Regions from separate parts of the Zea mays genome. Here all the other regions are linked to region 2. Evidence: chromatin contacts called from public Hi-C data. All regions are on one chromosome and are shown on one strand. Each heading gives the region's core, a stretch centred on a gene start, on an enhancer-like site or on the middle of the called end of the contact. The rest is flanking DNA. Distances are from core to core; before and after follow the strand shown. Region 1 holds the start of LOC100384057 (PGP1). Region 2 holds the start of LOC100273265 (Calcium-dependent lipid-binding (CaLB domain) family protein). Region 3 holds the start of LOC100193504 (Mediator of RNA polymerase II transcription subunit 31).

The links. Hi-C and Micro-C count contacts between places; a contact is called where the count stands out from the background.
Region 1: a contact with region 2 is called in a Hi-C map of bundle sheath, with 3 times the contacts expected there. The contact joins the promoter of LOC100384057 here to the promoter of LOC100273265 in region 2. A contact is called at or near these places in 3 of 25 Hi-C or Micro-C datasets (bundle sheath, ear and endosperm).
Region 3: a Hi-C map of ear shows a contact between it and region 2, with 2.0 times the contacts expected there. The contact joins the promoter of LOC100193504 here to the promoter of LOC100273265 in region 2. A contact is called at or near these places in 2 of 25 Hi-C or Micro-C datasets (ear and endosperm).

The regions. Positions count from the first base shown.
Region 1 is chr1:206,632,626-206,635,786 of Zm-B73-REFERENCE-NAM-5.0, forward strand. LOC100384057 (PGP1) reads right to left here and starts at 1,399. Exons shown (of 5, transcript NM_001362241.1): 1 at 720-1,399; 2 at 1-576. The coding sequence starts at 1,323.
Region 2 is chr1:207,279,035-207,282,203 of Zm-B73-REFERENCE-NAM-5.0, forward strand. LOC100273265 (Calcium-dependent lipid-binding (CaLB domain) family protein) reads left to right here and starts at 1,477. Exons shown (of 1, transcript NM_001147706.1): 1 at 1,477-2,586. The coding sequence starts at 1,563. The coding sequence ends at 2,411. It also overlaps a transcript of LOC100280242 not described here.
Region 3 is chr1:207,962,041-207,965,387 of Zm-B73-REFERENCE-NAM-5.0, forward strand. LOC100193504 (Mediator of RNA polymerase II transcription subunit 31) reads left to right here and starts at 1,455. Exons shown (of 5, transcript NM_001138617.1): 1 at 1,455-1,529; 2 at 1,653-1,814; 3 at 2,293-2,389; 4 at 2,466-2,544. The coding sequence starts at 1,685.

The DNA of each region.
Region 1 (3,161 bases), core at 149-2,648, 650 kb before region 2:
CGCGCACGAGGTGGCCGCCGTACCAGAGCAGGAGCCCGTAGCAGCAGAAGACGGTGAAGTAGGTGCCGCCGAGGCCGAGCCCCTTGGCGAAGCCGCTGCGGTAGCCGATCCTCTGCGCCACGGCCAGCGCCGCCGAGTAGGCCCGCATCTCGCGCTCCTCGCCAACGAACGCCTGCACGATCCGTATCTGCGCGAGCGCCTGCTCCGCGATGCCGCTGGCGCCCGAGAGCGCGTCCTGGCTGCGGGACGAGAGCTTGGCGAGCGCGGCGGCGCTCAGCCCGCCGATGACGGCGATGAGCGGCACCACGGCCAGCGTGACCAGCGCCAGCTGCCACGCGGCCGTGAACCCCACGACGAAGCCGGCCACGAAGGTGGCCATGTAGTGGATGAGGTTGCCCAGCTTCTCGCTGATGGCGTCCTGCACCACCACGGCGTCCGCGTTGATGGCGTAGATCACGTCCGAGGCCCGCACGTCGGTGTCGAAGAAGGACACGTCCTGCCGCAGCGCCGCGTCCAGGTACCGGATCCGCATCCGCGTCGACTGCCGCTCGCCGGTCCACATCCAGCAAGAGATCTCTGCGAGCGGGGCGAACGATTTGAACATCTCGTTTGTAGCCACGGCGATTGGCTGACCGACGTGATTTGTCATCCAATCCAAATTGACCGCCAATTCGCGACGCACACAAGCTGGGGCGGCAGGAGGAGGAGGGATAGCGTACCTGCCCACGAGGATGCCCAGATTGCCGCTCCGACGACGAGGAAGTAGAAGGCGTACTTGACGACGAGGCGGACCATGGTGTCCGGGTCGTCGGCGTGGGAGCCGAAGGAGTCGACGAGGTCGGCGAAGAAGCGGAGGAAGACGGGGAGCGAGCAGCCGTGGACGAGCGCGCCGAGGGTGCCGATGAGCATGAGCGCGCAGTCGAGGCCGTCGGCGAAGCGGAAGAGGTCGCGCAGGGCGGCGGGCGGGGTGGGCTTCTTGCTGTCATTGGCGCCGGCGGAGGCTGGCCTGGCATTGGGCGGCTGCTCGGTCTCCAGAGAAGCCGGCGGAGGGGGAGGCGAAGAAGGAGGAGGAGGAGCAGCGCCGCCACCGGCAGATGTAGTAGGCGTGTTGCTGCTGCTGCTGCTGCGGCCAGCAGGAGCAGGGAGCGTGGGTTGCTCTGCTGCTTCCGGTTGCCCGGCTAGGAAGCCAGGAGGCTGGTGGGCGGGAGACGGCAGATGGAAGGCCTCGAGCTCGGGCCGGGCCCACTCGTCGCCGCCGTCGGCATGGGGCGAACCGAGAACGACGACGCGCGCCCTGATCTCCTCCGGGTCGCTGCTAGACATGGCGAGGAGGGGAGAGGAGGGAGGGGGAGCTCCTCTGCCCCCCACCTCAGCAGAGTGGCAGAGCAAAGCAGAGGAGGTGGAGAGGGAGGAGGAGTGGATTGGTTAAGAGCTGGAGTTGCTCATCTCGCCTCTTATAATAATTGGCTTGGGAGTGTGACTGTGTGTGTGAGACCGTCAGGCTCGCTCGCTCCTCCGGTTCCCATTCCCGGCAGCTCATGTCTTTGTAGCAGTAGAAGAGTCCAACTAGTGAGAGAGACTGAATGTACGGACCCTACTTGCACAGTACTCCTACATGTACTGTGGAAAACGAATGGGAATGGATGCATGCGGCACGTTGCGTTCTATCATTTTCATCGTCACTAAAATCTAACGGCCGATAGAAAACCTGCTGCGGCGAAAAGGTCTCATGGTTAATATTTATGAGTAGTTCGATTTGTCCGAAAGTGAATTTTAGGCTTGATTAAAAAAATTCTCTCGCTGCGAGTCCTGAGTGCACTCTAACTGGACCGTTGCAAACTAGATGGTGACGGCTCACTGGTGATGAGAACTAATGTTTAGAAATTTTCTCGACAGGACCATATTTTGGTCTCTTCTTAATATAATACCGATATAACGTTTTTTAAGAAAACCTGCTGTGTATATGAGAAATTCGTTTTTCTTCCATTCACTCGGTTATGCTGCTTTTTTTACCGATGAAGTGTCGGACAACTTTAGATCTCTATATACTGTCACTCGCTAACCATCTGTTTTGGTTTTGTTGCATATGCATCCACTGTGATAAAGAATGGATAAATAAGCATCTCGCGATACGGGTTCATGTGTTTTTCCAACATTCTTACATCCCTTTGCTTGATGCATTCCAAGTGCATCATTTTTCTCTTAAAACAAATGCATCCATTCTAGAAAAAAAACTATTTTATGTAGCCTTGAGATCTACCCCGACTCAACTTATTGAAGGTGTTTGTTGAGATACGGTACGCGTTGCATAATATGTTTTGAAAGAAAGGCACCACACACATATATATATATATATATATATATATATATATATATATATATATATATATATATATATATATATATATATATATATATATATATATATATATATATATATATATATATATATAGAGAGAGAGAGAGAGAGAGAGAGAGAGGAGTTAATGAAAGTCCAGGGCTTCCATTAGTACAGGAAACCCCAGCCAGGTCCATGCGCGTCCGATCGTGTGCTAGTTCTGGCTCGGGCGAATTCTAGCGTAAAACGTGAGCTAAAACAACATAAATGAGTACGAAATTTAGCGTAAATCGTATATCTGTTTCGTAACAGCAAATGGGCCCCGAAATTACGGCGTGTAAATCGCGTGCGTCCGATCGTACGCGGGTTCTGGCTCGAATGGATTTTAGCGTAAAACGTGAGCTAAAACATCATAAATGATTACGAAATTTAGCGTAAATCGTATATCTGTTTCGTAACAGCAAATGAGGCCTGAAATTACGGCGTAAAAATCGCGTGCGGCTGATCGTACGCGGGTTCTGGTTCGAATGAATTTTAGTGTAAAACGTGAGCTAAAACAACATAAATGATTACGAAATTTAGCGTAAGTCGTATATCTGTTTCGTAACAGCAAATGGACCCAGAAATTACGGCTTGAAAATCGTGTGCGGCCGATTGAGCGCGGGTTCTGGCTCGAATGGATTTTAGCGTAAAACGTGAACCAAAACATTGTAAATTAGTACGAATTTTAGAGTAAATCGTATATCTGTTTCGTAATGGCGAATGGAGCCCAAATTTACGGCGCAAAAATCACGCGCCATCGGTCGTGCGCGGATTCTGGCTC
Region 2 (3,169 bases), core at 227-2,726:
TTTTTTACGTTCTCCGCTCAGCGGACCGCTGTGGGGCAGAAAACATCTGAAGCACGACGGCTGCTCTCTGTCTCTGTTTCTCTCTCGAACTCGCGGTTTGGTTATCAGTCGGTCCTGTGGAACCCTTGGCTTCGACAAAGCTGGAAAAGTTTGGAGCTTTCCAGTCATGCCAGGTTCTTCTAGCACACTCCAGCAAGTAGGAGCAAGTGTTCTTTTTGGCTGGTTTGTTGGCACCGTATTTCTTTTGGTTTCTTAAGTTTTCTAACAAAATATTTATTATTGGTAGATTTTGTTGAACTGTAGATGCACAGAGTCAGGCATGTGAAGTGAATTGACAGCATTGGTTGGGGATCGGAGCTACATGCCGAAACCGATTGGACCTCTGGTGGTGGGGTAGGAATTGGATGAGATGGGGGCGGCGGAAACGAAAGGTTTCGTGAGTCGTGATGATGATGGTGTGTGCATGGTACTCCAGCGGTCCTGCCCACCAGCGGAAAAAGGAGAAAGCTTGCGCGTCGAAACCGTGTGGGCGTGTGGTGGCCGCCACCGCCATGCCTCACGGCATCTCTCTGATCTTCGGTAGTGGCCACTGGCCAGTGGAAGCATCAGCACTGGATCCGGAGAGCATAAAGCATGAGTGCTACTCCTGTCCAATAGCAGGCTAGATCATAATCCCTATGTCCCTTGACTCTGGTTTTCGCGTGATGCTGTACTAAGCCGGTGATTGGAGGAGTCTTTAGGAGAATAGATTGTCCTATCCACACATACCGGCAAACATCCTTGATTGGAGGAGTGTGACTGAGGTAGTCAGGTAGAGGCCCTGTTTAGTAAGAACATCTCCAAGAGTTCCCCATAATTCTTTCAAATCAAGTTTTTTTTGAAAAAACACAAAAAATTGTCTCCAACAGTTTCTGTAAAGTGCTCCTAACTTTTTCATAGCACTTAAAGCTCTCATTTGTAGCTATAAATGTGTTTTTTTGGATTCCACAGAAACAATCTGTCGTTTTAAAAGATCTATTAGAGAAATGTTTAAAATCTACCCACACTAATTTTTTAGATGTCCATTAAAACTGATTTTCAGGAGTTATTTGCTGGGAAGCTCCTCTAACCAAGCAGAATATCATCTAAGGCGTGTATGGAGTAAAGTACAGCCATTTTTTTGGGATAGTCAATGAACTTAGCCGCTAAGAAAATATATATTTATATTTATTTATGGCAGTATTTAGGGAGGAAAGAAAGAAGAAATAGACTCCCATGCAGTTGTCCGTTCAAATGCAACGTCCAGAGAAGAAACCGATGAGCAGCGAGCCAGCCATCCTTTTCTAGTCAAGCATCGTCAGCGTCGCAACCGTCCGTCCGTCCGTCCCAACAAGGCCAGCCGCCACCTCCCCAGCTGACAGGTGAGCCCCACCCCACATCTCCCGCCACACTATTTATACCTTCCCTCCCGTTGGCATCCTCCCACTCGCTCACCATCAGCGATCCTTCTCTCTTGAGTGTCCTCCCATCTCATCCAATCCATCCCCGCCACCACAGGCAAAGGCAACCCAAAAGGAGCCGCCATGGGCTCCCGCTACGAGGTGGAGGTGACGGTGGGGTCGGCGAGCAACCTGAAGAACGTCAACTGGCGCAACGGCGACCTCCGGCCCTACGCCGTGCTGTGGGTGGACGACGGGCCCAAGTGCTCCACCCGCGTCGACCCCGACAACGGCGAGGACCCCGTGTGGGACGAGAAGGTGGTGGTCCCCGTCCCGCCCGCCTCCGCCGCGCGCCTGGGCGACGCCGTCCTCCACATCGACGTCGTCCACGCCGCCGGCGACGACGCCGACGCCGTCAAGCCGCTCGTGGGCTCCGCGCGCCTCCCGCTCCGCGACGTCCTCGATGACGCCGGCGGCGTCGGCGGCGCCAGGGTCTCGCGCACGCTCAGGCTGAAGCGGCCCTCGGGCCGCCCGCAGGGCCGGCTCGAGGCCCGCGTCGCCGTCCGCGAGGCCGCGCCGCCGCCGCGCTACTACGACCCGAACCCGTACCCGGCGCCCGCGTACGGGAACCCCGGCGCCGCCCGCGACCCGTACTACGCGGCGCCGCCGGCGTACGGCGGACAGCCGCCGTACGCCGCGCCGCCGGTGGGGTACCCGGCCGACGCTCCTCCTCCCTACGGCGGTGGTTATGGCTACGGAGCTGCTGCTCCGACGGCGTACGGCGCTGAGGCTGCTCCACTACCTGCCCAGCAGCAGAAGAGCAGCAAGATGGGGATGGGGACGGGGCTGGCCGTGGGCGCCGCGGCGGGGCTGCTGGGCGGCCTCGCGCTGGCGGAAGGGGCGAGCTACGTGGAGGACAAGTTCGAGGATCGCGTCGCCGAGAGGGTGGAGGAGGAGACGTTCGGCGACGGAGATTACGATGACGATTACTAGAATGAAGCAGGTCGGAGAGGAGATCATGATCATGCATACGGAACCGAAATCCAGGCAACAAGTCGAAGTCGAGTAGCTCAAATGTATTCAAATAATAAGTGAGATCACCCCAGTCGAGAAAAAAAATCAAAACTTGAACCATGGCAATATATGTTAATCGCCAACCATTTGATCGAGTACTTGGTTTGATTGTCCAATTCGAACCGTATCTTGCTTTCCATGTCGTACGTGGGCGCCTATATATATTTTTTGCAGTATGAACAGAAAAGAAAAGAAAAAGATGTCAGTGAAGCGGCAAGGCCGTACCCTTGCTAAGAAGATCCATGGCAGTCAACGATAGCCTATTTGATTGAGTTCTACAACTTCTATACCTTCGAAGAGATGCCTTTAATCCGAAGCGTGGAAGACGGTCAAACAATCGAGCGTTCAATGCTTTGAAGCTTAACGAAACACTCGACGCCTCAACTGAGAGCTAGCTTTCACAAAAGCGAAACAAAGCAAAGCACAGCAATAATGCAAATGAAACAGTGGTTCAGCTGCTACTGGGTGATTGGGGTGTTTTTGGATGCACGAACGAAGGTGGCCACATTTTCAATACTCATTGTCAGCTGCTGCAGCCTGTAGGTACGACTGCGACGCTACACGCACACTACCACGAATTCTAGAAACACTTTATGGATCTATTTCTTATTCTCTCTTCCTTTTTCTTCTTTTTGATATAAGAAGAGTGTTCGAATTTGTCTGTGGAAGCACCTTGA
Region 3 (3,347 bases), core at 205-2,704, 680 kb after region 2:
CGGACTCGGGCTAAGGCCCGGAAGACGACGAACTCCGCTCCGCCGGACCCCAGGGCTCGGACACCGCCCTGGCCTCTGCCGACGACCTCCGCCTCGCCCGACCCCGGGGCTCGGACTCGGCCTCGGCCATGGAAGACAGACTCGACCCCGGCTTCGGAGGAGCCTCCACGTCGCCCGACCTAGGGCACATGCCCGCCACGTCAACAGGAAGCGCCATCATCACCCTACCCTGAGCCGACTCGGGCCGCAGAGAACAAGACCGGTGTCCCATCTGGCTAGCTCTGCCAGATAGGCAATGATGGCGCCCCGCTAGCCCTGTGACGACGGCGGCTCTCAGCTCCCTTACGGAAGCAGGGGAACGTCAGCAAGGACCCAACCGCTCCGACAGCTGTCCCTCCGCCAGGCTCCGTCGCTCCTCCGACAGCCACGACACCACACCAGCTGGGTGCCAAGATCTCTCCGGCTGCCACATCGGCATGTACTTAGGGCGCTAGCTCTCCCCCGCTAGACACGTAGCACTCTGCTACACCCCCATTGTACACATAGATCCTCTCCTTACGCCTATAAAAGGAAGGACCAGAGCCTTCTTAGAAAAGGTTGGCCGCGCGGGGACGAGGACGGGACAGGCGCTCTCTTGGGGCCGCTCGCTTCCCTCACCCGCGTGGACGCTTGTAACCCCCTACTGCAAGCGCACCCGACCTGGGCGCGGGACGAACACGAAGGCCGCGGGATTTCCACCTTTCTCACGCCCGTCTCCGGCCACCTCGCTTCCCCTCTTCGCGCTCGCCCACGCGCTCGACCCATCTGGGCTGGGGCACGCGGCACACTCACTCGTCGGCTTAGGGACCCCCCGGTCTCGAGACGCCGACAGATGTCCTAGAGGTTGACAATGGAGCGCGAGCATATCTACCGAGTAGGGCGCTTTGTGATGATCGATAATAGATAGATCTACAAGAGGGATTTATAGTTGGGTTAGTTTGACTATAGCAAAATAAGTCTTATCCCCTCTCTATTTTATTAGACGAGAAACGGGGGAGAAATAAATCTACGTACGTGATCCACGACACGCGAAGATATTTGGATTGAGTTAGATTAAAAAAAAAATACTTCTTTTTTATCAGAGACGATGTGAAAACTTAAAAACCAGTGCTTTACGTAGCAGAGAGTGCTTCAGAGAAGAGAAGAGAGAGTGACTATATTATTTTTAGGAAATAATACTCCCTTGATTTTTTTATTTGTCGTCGAACAAGTCAAAAATGAATTGGTGAGCGTCATATATAAAAAACTAGAGGTAGTATAATTTTAAAAAGGATTAATAAAAGTAAAAAAATTCCAACCGCACACGGCACCTCCTCTCGTCCGTTCGCCGCCTGGCTCGCACCGCTGACAGTGCGTCAGTCCAGGTCGATACTCCCTCTTTCCAAGATCCGGTCATTCTCTCTCGGGGTCGGCTACCGCCGCCGCCGTACGCCAGGTGCCGACTGCCGAGACCTTCTCCGATCTGTTTGCCGGCGAAGAGCGCCCGCCAAGTATTCCCACCCTCTTCTCTTCCCTAGTTCCCTGTCTGCTGTGCGAAATCGAGTTCTCAAAACTCTAACCTCAGACTATTTGATTAATGTGTGTACACATGTACACCCTTGTTCCTTTAATAGATCTGCCCCTGGTTTCAACCGATTGAACCCCGATGTCCGACGTCGAGAACCCTGGCGTGGGTGGGAAGCCGCCGCCGTACAAGGACCCTGACAATGGGAGTCAGCGATTCCTACTCGAGTTGGAGTTCGTGCAGTGCCTCGCCAACCCTACCTACATCCACTGTACTGTACTGTCCTCCATTCTCTTGTTTCATCTCACCTTGTTGGGATTAGCTAATCTGATGTTGCACGCATCTATAGAACGTTTTCCTGTACCGGTTTGTTACCAATTTTGATAGGGGCTGTGCTGCTAGTAACTAGCAATCCATTGCAACGGACTGAAAATTTTTGTAGAAGTGTGTGTTTGTCAGTAAGTCCCTGCTTGAGAAGGGAGCTAGGAGTGCTTAGGAATTTTTAGTACTAGCCTAAATCCCATTCTCCCCTATTCAAACTGGTCTCGTCTGCATGGGCCTCATGAGCGGTTTCTTATCAATAGGATATGATTGCTAAGCTAAGGCTGTGATATTGTTAGTAGTGTTGCTTGATATCATCATTTTGTGTGCCTCATGGCTCCTTGTTTTTTACTTGAACTTTCTTGTTCAATGCACATCATGTTTGGTACTGCATGGATGATTTGAATGCTCTTTCTTTTCCCAAATAGATCTAGCGCAGAATAGATATTTCGAGGATGAGGCATTTATCGGGTACCTCAAGTATCTAAAATACTGGCAGCGACCAGAGTATATCAAATACATAATGTGAGTGATACCATATTCAGTGGTTTTTTCTGCAACAGAGGAAATGGCTTGCTCATTGTTTTTGCTGATGATGCAGGTATCCACACTGCCTTTTCTTTCTTGAGCTTCTCCAAAATGCCAATTTCCGAAATGCAATGGCACATCCAACAAACAAGGTGATCTTTTGGCCTAGAATCACACGTTCACACTTGAGCACCGTTTTTAGCTTTTGTTTACCGTCTTGCAGTGTCATCCCTTCTTTCAAAACCTAGCTGAAGTTGCTCTGTTGGGCCATATTATTTTGACTTGCTTTCTAGAACCTATAAAAAACAGAAAGTCACACAAACTTGATATGAGTACTTTTGTAGAACTATGCAGCACGTATACTGATACATGTATCGGTATCACAAGGATACTGATACACAGATACAGCAATTTCCTAAAAATTCCCATTCATGAATACATTTTACTATTTTTTAAATAAAAGGATAATAATGCATATTAAAATGGATAGCAATCTAACAATGAAACACCACAATCTACTTAACTATTTAAGTTCTAATTAAAGCACAGCAGGTCTCAATTCTCAAATACAGTAGTCTCAAATTTAAGAAATTAATAAAAGGCATTCAGGTTTGCAATTCAGGCTCGCACCAAGTTCCTATTCCGCATTTGTCTTGCTTGTTTCATTCTCATCCACAACATTAAGCTGGAGATCACCCAAACCAAAAGACACAGCTTGCAATTCAGGCCCATCAAGGGAGAGGTCAGGCACTTCAAGGATGCCAATACCACCAAGTGAATAAAAAAATCTCCTCCCACATCCCACATCATTGTCTCTCCTGTCTTATATGCATCAGTTCTTTTTGGCAGACAAAGACCAAATCTTCAACATGCTCTGAGTTATGGCATTTCTCTTGACACTATGGATAAAGCTATAGATGAGGCTGGTTGGCTAAGCAATTTGGTGGCCAAATTC